Regions from separate parts of the Mus musculus genome. Here region 1 is linked to region 2. The links are chromatin contacts, called in public HiChIP or PLAC-seq maps. All regions are on one chromosome and are shown on one strand. Each heading gives the region's core, a stretch centred on a gene start, on an enhancer-like site or on the middle of the called end of the contact. The rest is flanking DNA. Distances are from core to core; before and after follow the strand shown.

Region 1 (5,931 bases), core at 728-3,227, 97 kb after region 2:
TATTTTAATATTTTATGTAAGTTCAGACACACCAGAAGAGGGCATCGGATCTCATTACAGATGGTTGTGAGCCACCATGTGGTTGCTGGGAATTAAACTCATGATCTCTGGAAGAGGAGTCAGTGCTTTTAACCACTGAGCCATCTCTCCAGCCTGCAAAGAACTATTTTTGTTTTTTTTTTTTGGTTTTTTGGGGGTTTTGTTTTGGTTTGGTTTTTTTGGTTTTTGAGACAGGGTCTCTCTGTGTAGCCCTGGCTGTCCTAGAACGCAATCTGTAGACCAGGCTTGGCCTCAAACTCAGAAATCTGCCTGCCTCTGCCTCCCGAGTGCTGGGATTAAAGGCGTGCGCCACCACACCCAGCTGCAAAGAACTATTTTTAAATCAATGTGTAGAGCTCTTCTTTTCCAGACTGGACTGGGTGCCTACTGGAGTGGCTGATGTCCACAAGGAACTGAGCTGGCCTGGAACATACATCTGAGTGCCGAAAACATACTGGGCTCCTTCCCCAGTGCCCCCACATTCAGGAGGAAGTCTCCCTGGGGACCTGGCCTGTGCAGAACAGCCCTCAGATGGCTGGACAGGGCTGACAGGGCTATTAAAAATCATTTTTATTTGTATTATGTTTGAAGCAAAATCTATATAGCCCTGGCTGGCCTGAAGCTCTCCATGTAGACCAGGCTGACCTTGAACTCACAGAGATCCACCTGCCTCTGCCTCCTGAGTGCTTGGATGAAAGGCCTGCTACACAACAGCAGTGCCCCAACAGACTCGTTTTACTCATTTGTTTATGTGAGAGGGTGGGATGGATGTACACACCACAGAGACCTTGTGACAATGAGTCCCACCAGGAATCAAACTCAAGTCATGAAGTTTGTCAGCAGGCACCTTGACCCATTAAGACATCTTACCCAATCACACTTTTTTTTTTTTTTTTTTTTAACTCCTCTATGTACCAGGCACCAGGGCTGGGGCTGGGCTGGTGAAAAAAAAACCAAAAAACAAAAAAAAAACCAAAAAAACAAAAACCTCCCTTCTCTCTAGCCCAGACCTGGGCATAGGCCTCTCCACCTCTCCTAACTTGGATTACCCCAGGTTGGGGCAGAAAACATGGGTTCTCCGAGTCCACAGTCCAGTGGGATGATCATTTCAAACCAGTATAGCAAATGCCATAAAGAAGCCATACTCTGGTCTGGAGGTCTAGTTTAGTGGTAGAGTACATGGCTGATACGCATGAAGACCTATGTTCCATACCAAGCACCGAATCAAAAGGAAGATAATAAAAGGACAGGTGTGGTGATGGATGCCTGTAATCCCAGCACTTGCAAGGCAGGGGCAGAAGAATTACCCCAAGTTCAAGACTAGCCTGGACTACACAGTGGGAAAAGGCCATATTCTCCGACCAGACTTAGAAACCAACAGAGGATGTGGCAAAGCCGAAGAAAACTAAAGATCTTGTAACATTAGTTCAGGGTCTTCAAATATAAGGATAAATCTGGCTGAGTTTCAGACTGCATACTCTGGCTCTGACACTTGGCGAGCTTGAAGCCCCCACGGGTTGAGGAGGTCCAGTGCCAGCGGTGAGCATTAGCTAACCTGGTGAGACTAGAGTTGGGTTCTTGCAGCGCCTCAACGGACTCATTATTAAACAGAAACGGGGCCTGAAGGCACTCGAGAGCCTGCCGCAAGAGTAAGATTTGTGAATCAGCTTGTCACCAACACTGTAACAATCCATGAGTGCTACTCCACACTAGGTCACGTGGCCTCTTGATGGCTACAATTACATTTTAAGGAGATTTGAGTATCCGAAGAAACCTAGAGGCCCCAGTCCTTGCCTATCGGTTCCTCTAGTAGAGGCAGAGAGAACCCAGTGGCCAGCAGTCCAAGAGTGCTAAGTCTCCCTACCAGTTTGGGGCACGACCTATCCTCGCGCTGACACGGAGAGGGTGGTGCACGACCCGATGACCGTCGAGGCAGCGGGACTGACCCAGCTGGGCTCACTGTATTAAGAAGCGGACCCGCGACCCGGAGCGGCCCGGGGACCCGATCTGGGAGCCTGGACGGGTGGGGAAGACGGAGCCCCGGTCTGTGCTGCAGGGAAGAGTGGCTCCTCCTCCAGCCCCCTCCGCGGCGGCTCGGGGCTCGGGGCCGGCGCCGGTTGAGCCGCAGCCCTTTCCGGGGGGCGGGCCTGGCGGCTGCGGCGACACCCCAGCTCCTGCCCCGACAGGTGCGCGCAGCGCGCAGGAATGCAGTCCGCCTGACTCACCAGCGCCTCCTTCCTACCTGCGCCGCCCGTCCATAAAGCGCTGCTGGCTCCCGCCCGCCGCCGCCCGCCCTGCTGTCCCGCCGGGCTCGCCCGCGCGCTCAGCTCGACCCAACGCAGCCCAAGTCCGAGGTAGTCTCACTAAGGTAGGTGCAGGTCCCGCTGCAGATCCGAGGGCACACCGCCCGCCCCGGTGCCCCGGGACAACAGGGCTGGAGAGGAAAGTGAATACCCACTCCCGCCCGGGGCTTTTGTTTCCCTTCCCTTCCCTGAAGATTGGCAGGCCCTGGCTCCCTCTGCCCATGCTGCCAGGACAGGTGCCAACCCTGCCAGGATGTGGGAAGGGGACAGCTGGGAGCGGGGTAGTTGGGATCTAGGGAAAGAATGGTGAACATCAGATACCCCTGCTAGAAAAGGACACTGGGTAGGTGGGTAATAGGAGTGGGTAGAGGCTGGGGGCTCACCAGCCCTCTGAGTGCTACCTCCCCTGAATCTGAAGACAGTAGAGGAACAACTTAACTACCTTGCAGCAAGCCCCCTTCTTGTCCGGCTTGACAGGACCTGCTGTGTGGTGACCCGGGTGCATGTCAGGCGTGGGGAGTCCCTGATTTTCCTCTTGGCTGGCCCGCAGCCTGCTCTCTTCCCAAAGCCCGCTCCAGGCACCTTTGTTTGGGGGACCTTTCAGAATCTCATCCAGCAGTCCCGCGAGCACTTGGCCCCGCCATACACTCTTTCCCACGATCCTTGGAGGAGCCTTCTGGCTGTCACTGTGGCCCGGGACTCCAGGTGGCTCCCAAGGGTAGGGGCAGACCTCTTCCTTCTTCCTGACAGACTTGCCACACCCTGAGCATAGGTTCAACCCAGATGGCACGTTTGTTTCTACCCTCACTAAAAGTGAAAATCGAGTCTCCTGGGGGCTGAGAGAATGGACAGCAGAAAATGAGCGTTTGACTCCTTAACTCTGACTTCCAATAGCTGACAGGGTAGGCAAGGGGCTGTTACAGCTTCAAGAACTGCTGTCCTGTCTGGCCCAGCCTGCCATGGCTACACACTCTGTGATGGCATCCTCAGTCCTAGTCTTTATGTGGAATCTTGTTTCTATACTAGGCGACTACTTTTAGAACTTTTAAAATACAATTTGGGTCGAAGCAAACACTCGAGTGTCTGCCTAGGCCTTTACATTATATAGTTCCTGTGTGTGTGTGTGTGTGTGTGTGTGTGTAGGTTCAGTGTGGAATCTACACTGCCCCCAAATCCCCGCCAGACCCTCCCAGTGCTGACTGCTGGAATGGGAGGCTCCACAGCCTCAGTGCCTCATCTGTCCTAAGGCACACACAGGCAAGCCTCTCCCACTGGGGTCCTGTGCAGATAGATGCCTTGTTAACCCTTTGCTGACATGCTGGGTGTGTGTTGCCGTCCTGTCTGTTTGGGACAGCCCTGTATTCTGGGTCTGTGTAAGAGCTGGGTTTGTCCCTCTGGTGCCTATACCTGCCTAGGTAATTGAGCCCTGAGGAGGCCAAATCTGCAGCTTGCATTATGTAGCGTGTGGGTGTGGTGCCTACGCCCAAGGCTGTAAGAAACTCATTTCTCCTAGGAGTCACGCCTCTGCTGATTCAGGGCTCCCCTCTAGCCACTACCCTGTTAGGGTGACTTCTCCATGCTGGCTCTGACTGTGGACATGCTGGGACTGATGTCTGCCTCCTTAGGGACCCTTGGATGCAGGGGACTGTACCTGCCTACTTTTTTCTTTTTTTCTGAACAGAGGGCCTCAGCCTTACAGACCCTGCAATTGTTCCCTGCCCTACAATGTGGGGGTGCTAAGAAAGGATCCAAGGTGGAGGGACAGTGGATGTGACCTTGTCTGTGCCCCTGGAAGTTCTGGCCCTAAACAGAAAAGGTGTAGCCCTGACCTTTGCCCTCCTCTGTGCAGACCTTGGTAGCTCTGGAGCCAGGCTCTTCCCTGACAAGGCTTTGAGCTGCCCATCTTTTCAGAGACCTTGAAGGCTTCTGGTGCCCTGAGATGGTTTTTCCAATACTCTAATGGCCACCATTGTGTGACAGAGGGCAACAGGGGCTCCTAAACTAACCCCAGGTCCTGCTTGGGTGTCCTGAAACTCTGGGGTAGTTGGGTAGAAAGCAGGGTGTTTAGGAGCCACACTGGTGAGCCAGCGGTGTAGAACACAGACAGCAGCCACGCTCAAGCCAGCGCCTCTCTTCTTGGTCCCACCACCTGCACAAAGAACACTACAATTGGTACAGAACAGGCAGCAGGGGTCAGAGCCCTGTAGAGGAAGCCTACCTACTGAGAGACCATAGCTCCACCCACTGGGAACTGCCAGGCAGAGACATAATAAAAGCCCACCCTGCCTTTGCTGAAACCAGCTCCAAGAGATCTGGTACTGGATCAACCTCAGAGCCCAGAGTCCACAAAGGCCAGAGAGCTCTTCCTCAGACAGGACAAAGGTCTCAGGGCCTGTGGTCACTGCAGGGATGGCAAGAAAGAGGTAGTGCAGAAAACAGGTATAAAACTCCTCATCTCTTCCACTGACAAGCAGAGTACCCCCAGTGGCCAGCTAACCGTGATAGCCGCCATCTCTTCCACCTCCCAAGCGCTGGGATTATAGGCACGATCCACCATGTACATGCAGCTTGAGCCTCCAGCTCCAAACTTACACAGGAGTGTCTCACCTGACCTGCAGAGCTCTGGTGGGGATCCAGGGAGTCCATGCTGCAGACCAGTGCTGTAGAGACATCGTGTATCCACTATGGCTTTGCAGGAGGAGGAGGATGGCAGGGCCCTGTTGCAGCCCATGGGTGAAGCTGCTGCTGCTGGCAGCAATGCTGAGTGCCAGCCTCCCTGGAGACCTGGGTGAGTTGGAATGTCCCTGCAGCCCCCTCCAGGCAGCTCAAGACACGACCCTGCATCAATCAGTCAGTCAGTCAACTGATGGCTGGACATCCCTGAGGATCCACGCCCTTCGCCTCTGATAGCTGTAGCCCTGCTGGGTGGTCTGGGGTAGAAAGGAAAGAGAGGAGCCGCCCACTTAGAGGCAGAGCTGAGACCTCAATGGTGGAGCTAAAGGTTGGAGGAACCTTCAGGGAGACTGCTGACATATCAACTATGCTCTTGAGGGTTCCTGGTCGGAGAATGGCTCCGACCAATTACATTTTCCTGTCAGGTGATATCATGTTCATTACTTGTGGAGGACTATGGTGGGAATATTTGCACCATAGAAATAGACAATCTCAGGAAATCAGGGCTTCTCTTCCCTCATCAAAACCAGTACTAAATCCTGACCAGGGAGCCACAGACTAGAGTTCAAGAGAGCCTTACTGTGCTCTGGTGCAGCTAGTAGGGCCTTATTGTGATTCTAACTAACGAGAATGAAGGGGAACCCCAATAACATCTGTGAAAATTGAGGTCTTTCATTCACCTTCTGGGAACCTACTGTGTATAGCCATCCTTAGGCACAAGGTTCCTGTGATAAAGAAGACAGACAGAGCCCCTTCACTAGGGGAGCATCAGGGGACAGACCAGTCCCCTGGCAGCAATCTAGGAGGCACAAGCCATCATGAGGAGGGACTGACAGGGAGGGAATGGTGGATGTGGCTTGTCACAGGGGTGACAGCCACACTGGACAGATGAGAGCTTCTGTAGGGCAACCTTTTG
Region 2 (5,941 bases), core at 1,646-4,145:
AGCACTGCTATCTGTGCCCCCAAACACTGTCACTACATAAGCTGAGGCACAGCTCCCGACTCCCCACATAGCCACCAGCTTCTAGTAACCCCCAGTGTGTTCTCTGGCTCTAGATTTGCCTATGCTAAGTGTTTCCTGTAAGCCATCTTACAGGCCTGTTCCCTTTATGCTTGGCCTAATTTACCTAGCTTTTAGTGCCTCCAGAATTTGTTTCATAGTGTGGATCAGAACCTCGTTTGCTTTCTGTGGCAGAATAATGTTCCCCTGTTCCGAGTCACAGGTTCTTACTGATGGCTGCGTGGGTCGCTCCCATCCCTTATGGGCATGGCTGTTAGAAGCATCTATTGGGTTTTCTGGGTTTGCTGTTGCTGTTGTTGTTATTTTTTTGAGACAGAGTTTCTCTGTGTAGCCCTGGCTGTCCTGGAACTCACTCTGTAGACCAGGCTGGCCTCGAACTCAGAAATCTGCCTGCCTCTGCCTCCCAAGTGCTGGGATTAAAAGTATGCGACACCACTGCCTAGGAAAAAGTATATTTTGTTTTATGTGCTATGAGAGCTTTTCTTGAATGTGTGTGCAGTGTGTGTATGCAGTGTTCTTGGAAGTTCAAAGAAGGGAGTGGAGCTAGAGTTTCAGATGGGTGTGAGCCGCCACGTAAGCACGGGGAACCCAGGTCCTCTGTAGGAGCAGCGAGTTCTCCAGGCTCTTGTTTGGTTGCTCCTGAGACAGGATCTTACTGTGTAGCCCAGGCTGGCCATGGACTCATAACCATCCTCCTGCCTCAGCCTCCTGAGCACTGGAACTATGGACATCCACCACACACAGCTCTCTTACTGGCTTCCATTTTCCTTTATGGGCATGGGCATTGCCTGCATGTATGTATATGCTCTGTGTATGTGCCTAGTACCCACGGTGTTTAAAAGAGGGCATCAGCTTCCCTGGTGCCAGGGTTATAGTTGTGAACCATTATGTGGGTGCCAAGAACTGAATCACAGTCTGCTGCAAAAGCAGGTGCTCTTGACCACCGAGCCACCTCTCCCACCCTCCCCTGTCTCTGTTCATAAGCTGCAAGAATTCTCCATGTGTTCTGGATATCTGGCCACCATTAAGCGTGTGACTTGGAGGTTTTCTATTCTGAGCATTGTCTTCTTAGCTCCTTTGTACCATCCTCTGATGCGTGAAAGTTCTAGACAGACTGCTGGGTTGTTTGATCAATGGATTGAATTTTCATGCTGGGGAGGACTCTGCAAGTGAGCTGTGACATACTTCCAATCCTGATGGATGTGTGTGTGTGTGTGTGTGTGTGTGTGTGGTCTCTGTGTGTACATGTTCATGTATGTGTGCATATGTGAATGTGGAAATGTGCCTGCTGGTGTGGACTCAAGTGTGCACATGAGTGTGGAGATCAGAGTTCTCTCTTCCCTGGTTGTTTGTTCTCAATCTTTGTTTGTTTCCTTCTCTTTTTTTCTTTCTTTCTTTCTTTCTTTCTTTCTTTCTTTCTTTCTTTCTTTCTTTCTTTCTTTCTTTCTTTCTTTCTTTCTTTCTGGTCTCACTTTGTAGCCCAGGCCATCTATAAACTACTTGTAGGCCATGTTAGCCTTGAATTCACTGAAATCCTCCTGCCTCTGCCTCCAAGTGCTAGGATTAAAGGCCACAATACCTTGCTCTTTCTCTGTCTGTCTGTCTGTCTATCTATCCTTTCTTCCTTTCTTCCTCCCTTTCTTTCTTTCGTGAGACTGGACCTAGAATTCGCTGACTCGGCTAGTCTGGGTATCCAGTGAGCTCCAAGCATCTGTCTGCCTTTACCCTTGGCTCTGAGGTGACAGACACTGAGGTCACTAATGAGCTGTCTTATCTGGAGCTCAGCTCCTCATGTGTGTGCAGCAAGCTCTTTGCCAACTAAGTCATCCTCCTGGCTCTGAGACTTATTTTTATTTATTTATTTATTTATTTATTTATTTATTTATTTATTGTATGTGTATAAGTGCTGTGAACACATGTCTGTGTACCACATGTATGCCTGGAGCCCTTGGAGGTCCGAAGAAGGAACATGCAAACAGAATATCTTTGAGAATTTCCCAGCTATGAGATCAGTAAATAAAATTTAGGGGGCTAGAGACATGGCTCAGTAGCTAAGAGCATTCGTTGTTCCTGCAGAGGACCAGAGACGAGTTCCTAACACCTAGGTCAGGAGACCTTAACTGCCTCTAACTCCAAGCCCAGAGATCTGACGCCCTCTTCTGGCCATCTATGAATCCTGCATGCACATGCACATAGACCCCCACACACACATATGCATAATTAAAAACAGAAATCCTAAAAGCTAGCAGTGGCAGCACATGCCTCTATACTCGTAGCACTCAGCGGGCAGAGGCAGGTTCAGGGCCAGGCTGGTCTTCATAGTGAAACAGTCTGAGAACAAAATATTTCCTGGTTCCCCGTAGCATTCTGTTCTTTGAACATTACTGTTGAACATCAGGGGTTTCACCGATCCAGGGTCCATTTTCACACTACGGTCTAGGTTTAGAAAGGGTTCAGGTACCAGGGCAGAAGCTTAAGTTTCGGGTCCCACCCTCCCCAACGTTGCTCCTATGGCCTCCAGGAAGCGATATCTCCAGCGGAGGTCAGCTCTGGGACAGCTGAACACCATTCTCCTAGTGGCCCGGCCCCTGCTCCGGAGACGACAGAAGCTACGGGTATGAGGGGTTTAGAAGTGTTCATGGATTGTGGGGAAGCTCAGGATGGGAGCCAGGTGACCTTGGCTGGCCAAGTGGGCAGAATCCTAACAGCCTCAACTTGCTGGGTCTGAAATCTGTGAGCCCACTGCTTACTGACTATCTCCATTTCCTGTTCCGGCTGGGGCCCTGTGGCTGTTGTCTGGCTTCCTCTTGCTCCTCCCTGCACCGTTCCCCCCAGGCCTGACTCCCCCTTTTAGCCCCAGTTCCTTCTGTTCCCTCCAGGCCCCTGAGGCCTCTTCTACTCTCCCTCTTGCCTGATGACTCCTATGTGAACGCCATAAAAGCTGCTCAAAGGTCAATGCCCACATTCTGCCCCCCTCCCTGGCTCCTCCCTGGCTGGACTTTGTCCCCTGAGACCATTTGTCCCCTTCTTCTTTACCTCTTCCTGGTGCCCTAGCAGACAGGCAGTGACATCCACAGCCTGGTGACGGTGAGATTGGAGAGGGGGTAGGGGGGTAGGTGAGGTCGGGTGGTGGCACCCTCTGGGTCTATGACATTCTCTCGCTACCATCCTGTCTCCTGGGGACAAGAGGGGACACTGAGCTGCTGAGTTGGGGATGGGCTGCTAGTGGTGTGGGGGCATCAACTCTTGCTGGATCTCTCCCACAGTGTGCCCCTGGCCCGCACAGCGGGGAGCCCTGGGGGAAAGTGTCAAATATGGTGAGTGATCTTGGAAGCGGGTGCGGGAGGTGGGGTGGGGTGGGGGTCCTGTGTGGTGTCAGCCTGGCATAGTATGGGGAAGAGTATGGCACGTAGGATGCCAAACTGTCCCTTGTGTGCCACCTCAGCAGAAGATTGGGACTCTCTCGGTTTTCCTCAGAGGCTCTGGAAACCCGACCATCTGTTTCCAGGATGCATCCTTGTTCTTTAGGGACAGCTGTCATTCTGGAGATTTGGGGAGGGGGTGTGCCCAGTCCTTCTCGGCTGTCCTTTAGTTCCTGATCATTGATTCACTCCACCAGGACCTGGGTCGCTTAGAGATCCCCGCCCAGCTGGCTACTCTGCTGGAGAGGGCGGAAGGTGAGTCCTCTTAGTGTAGAGATGGGGTCCCTTCTGCTGCTCAGCTGGCCTACCACACCTGCCTCTTTCCCTGAGCCACTCACCGGCACTCTGCCAACCTGATGGGAGGAGTGGCAGAACTGAGTGTCCTAGGCTGCCTCTTGTGTTCCTTCCCAGGCCACCAGGCCTTGCTGACGGGGAGCATCACAGAGTCCCTGCCACCTGAGGTCCCCGCCCGGCCCAGCCTGACTCTCCCTCCAGACATTGACCAGTTTCCCTTCTCCAGTTTTGTATCCACCAGCTTTCAGGTGAGTCGCCTCTGGGTTCCTGGCATTCAGAAGCTCCTGTGTAACTCCCACCAGGCACAAACAGGTGTCCACCTTCTCCCAGGACATTCCCGTGGTCAGCAAAGCTGCTTGGGAAACAGTCCTTACCCAGAAGTTTCCAATGCACAGGCTCATTTCGGCCACACCTTTACTGTAACTGTGGGGTTGCCCTACGTTAAAGTTGTGTCCTTAAAGAAGGTTTAACCACCTGGGAAACTTCCCATGCCAGAGGATTAAATATAAAAAGCAGGATTCATAACGGCACGTACAAAAAGATTCTTGTGTTAGTTTATTTACCAATTTTTTTTTTTTTTTTTTTTTTTTTTTTTTGGTTTTTAGAGACAGGGTTTCTCTGTATAGCCCTGGCTGTCCTGGAACTCACTTTGTAGACCAGGCTGGCCTCGAACTCAGAAATTACCAATGTATTTTGATTAATTTATTTATTGATACAGGGTCTCACTGTGTAGCCCTGTTGTCCTAGAACTCACTCTGTAGACCAGACTGGCCTCAAATTCAGAGATCCACCTGCCCCTGCCTCCCAAGTGCTGGCATGAAAGGCATATGTCACACCATGCCCAACCTTATTTTAATAAAGTTAAAGGTGGGGGTCTTAACTTGGGTAGTCCTGGCTGGCCTGGAACTCCTCCCAGAGATCATCAGCCTGTCACTGCTTCCCAAGTGCTGGGATTGAAGGCACAGGGGACTCGTCCTGGCTTGGTGTCCGTTAATGAAAGAATCAAAGGTGGGGAGCTTCTCACTGGGTAAGGCTTCCTGAGCACCCATGTAAGAAGCCAGGGATGACCACGCATGTCTGTAACCCTAGTGTTAGAAAACAGGGGCAGATGAACCCCTGGAATTGCTGGCCAGTAGGCCTATGCAAAACAGCAAGCTTGTCAGTTCCGTAACAGACTATATCAGGGCAAACAAGGAAGAGGACTCGTATTCTTCTGAGTGACACCTACACATGCATGTCCATGTAACACACACGCATGCACGCGCGCACACACACACACACACACACACACACACATGCGCACACACCTTTCCTCTCTGGTCAATTCAGAGGACAAACACTATGACACCCTCCTTCTCTCCAGAAGCCATTTCTGCCTCGACCAGGGCAGCCACTGGACGAGCCCCTGACGCGGTTAGATGGCGAGAACCCTCAGCAGGCTCTGGAGATCAACAGGGTGGTGAGTGACTCCTCCAGGAGGGACAGGGTGGCCACTGTAAGGACGGGCAAGGTGCAGGGGAGCCCTGTGCTTCCTGGCCTGGCTTTTGTGCCCACAGATGCTGCGGCTCCTGGGGGAAGGATCTCTGCAGTCCTGGCAAGAGCAGACCATGGGCACGTTCCTCGTGCAGCAGGCCCAGCGACGGCCGGGACTCCGAGATGAGCTCTTCAGCCAGCTGGTGGCCCAGCTGTGGCGCAACCCAGATGAGCAACAGAATCAGCGTGGCTGGGCCCTAATGGTGATCCTGCTCAGCTCCTTTGCTCCCACACCTGCCCTGGAGAAGCCACTGCTCAAGTAGGAAGCCCAGTGGGTAGGGCCCTGTGAGTGGGACCAGATCCCCCACCAAGCTTGCAGCAGCCCCGCCTTGTCCCCACAGATTTGTATCTGACCAGGCTCCCAGTGGCATGGCAGCCCTGTGCCAGCACAAGCTGTTAGGTGCCCTGGAGCAGACACCGCTGGCTCCCATGGCTTCGAGGTCCCACCCACCCACACAACTTGAGTGGAAGGCTGGTTTACGTCGGGGCCGCATGGCGCTGGATGTGTTCACATTCAACGGTGAGGCCTGCCTCCCTCAGCCAGTGCAGCCAGCCCTGCCCTGGCTCCCTGGTCTCCTCCTGCCTCAGCCATTTTATTGCCCTGCCCTGAGATC

Evidence for each region. HiChIP or PLAC-seq counts read pairs in DNA pulled down with a chosen protein or histone mark.
Region 1: an HNF4G HiChIP or PLAC-seq map of pancreatic cancer cells shows a contact between it and region 2. The contact joins the promoter of Itgb4 here to the enhancer-like site in region 2. A contact is called at or near these places in 5 of 484 Hi-C or Micro-C datasets (the G1E-ER4 cell line, bone marrow-derived macrophages, embryonic stem cells and 1 more), 2 of 115 datasets of contacts at active chromatin or transcription factors (embryonic stem cells and pancreatic cancer cells) and 4 of 9 other capture datasets (adipose tissue, embryonic stem cells, liver and 1 more).

Annotation. Positions count from the first base shown.
Region 1 is chr11:115,972,748-115,978,678 of GRCm38.p6, forward strand. Itgb4 (integrin beta 4) reads left to right here and starts at 1,978. Exons shown (of 40, transcript NM_001005608.2): 1 at 1,978-2,407; 2 at 5,039-5,130. The coding sequence starts at 5,049.
Region 2 is chr11:115,874,401-115,880,341 of GRCm38.p6, forward strand. It overlaps Myo15b (myosin XVB), which reads left to right. Exons shown (of 64, transcript NM_001384233.1): 21 at 2,600-2,693; 22 at 3,279-3,306; 23 at 3,556-3,578; 24 at 3,698-3,755; 25 at 3,912-4,042; 26 at 5,158-5,253; 27 at 5,351-5,586; 28 at 5,669-5,847. Among named protein-coding and RNA genes, the nearest start is that of Myo15b, 19 kb to the left of the region's middle. Within about 2 kb of position 2,896, at least 41 of the 459 cell types and tissues checked have an H3K27ac peak or open chromatin away from gene starts, as enhancers often do. A contact at or near this core is called in pancreatic cancer cells and pancreatic islet, where this site is marked.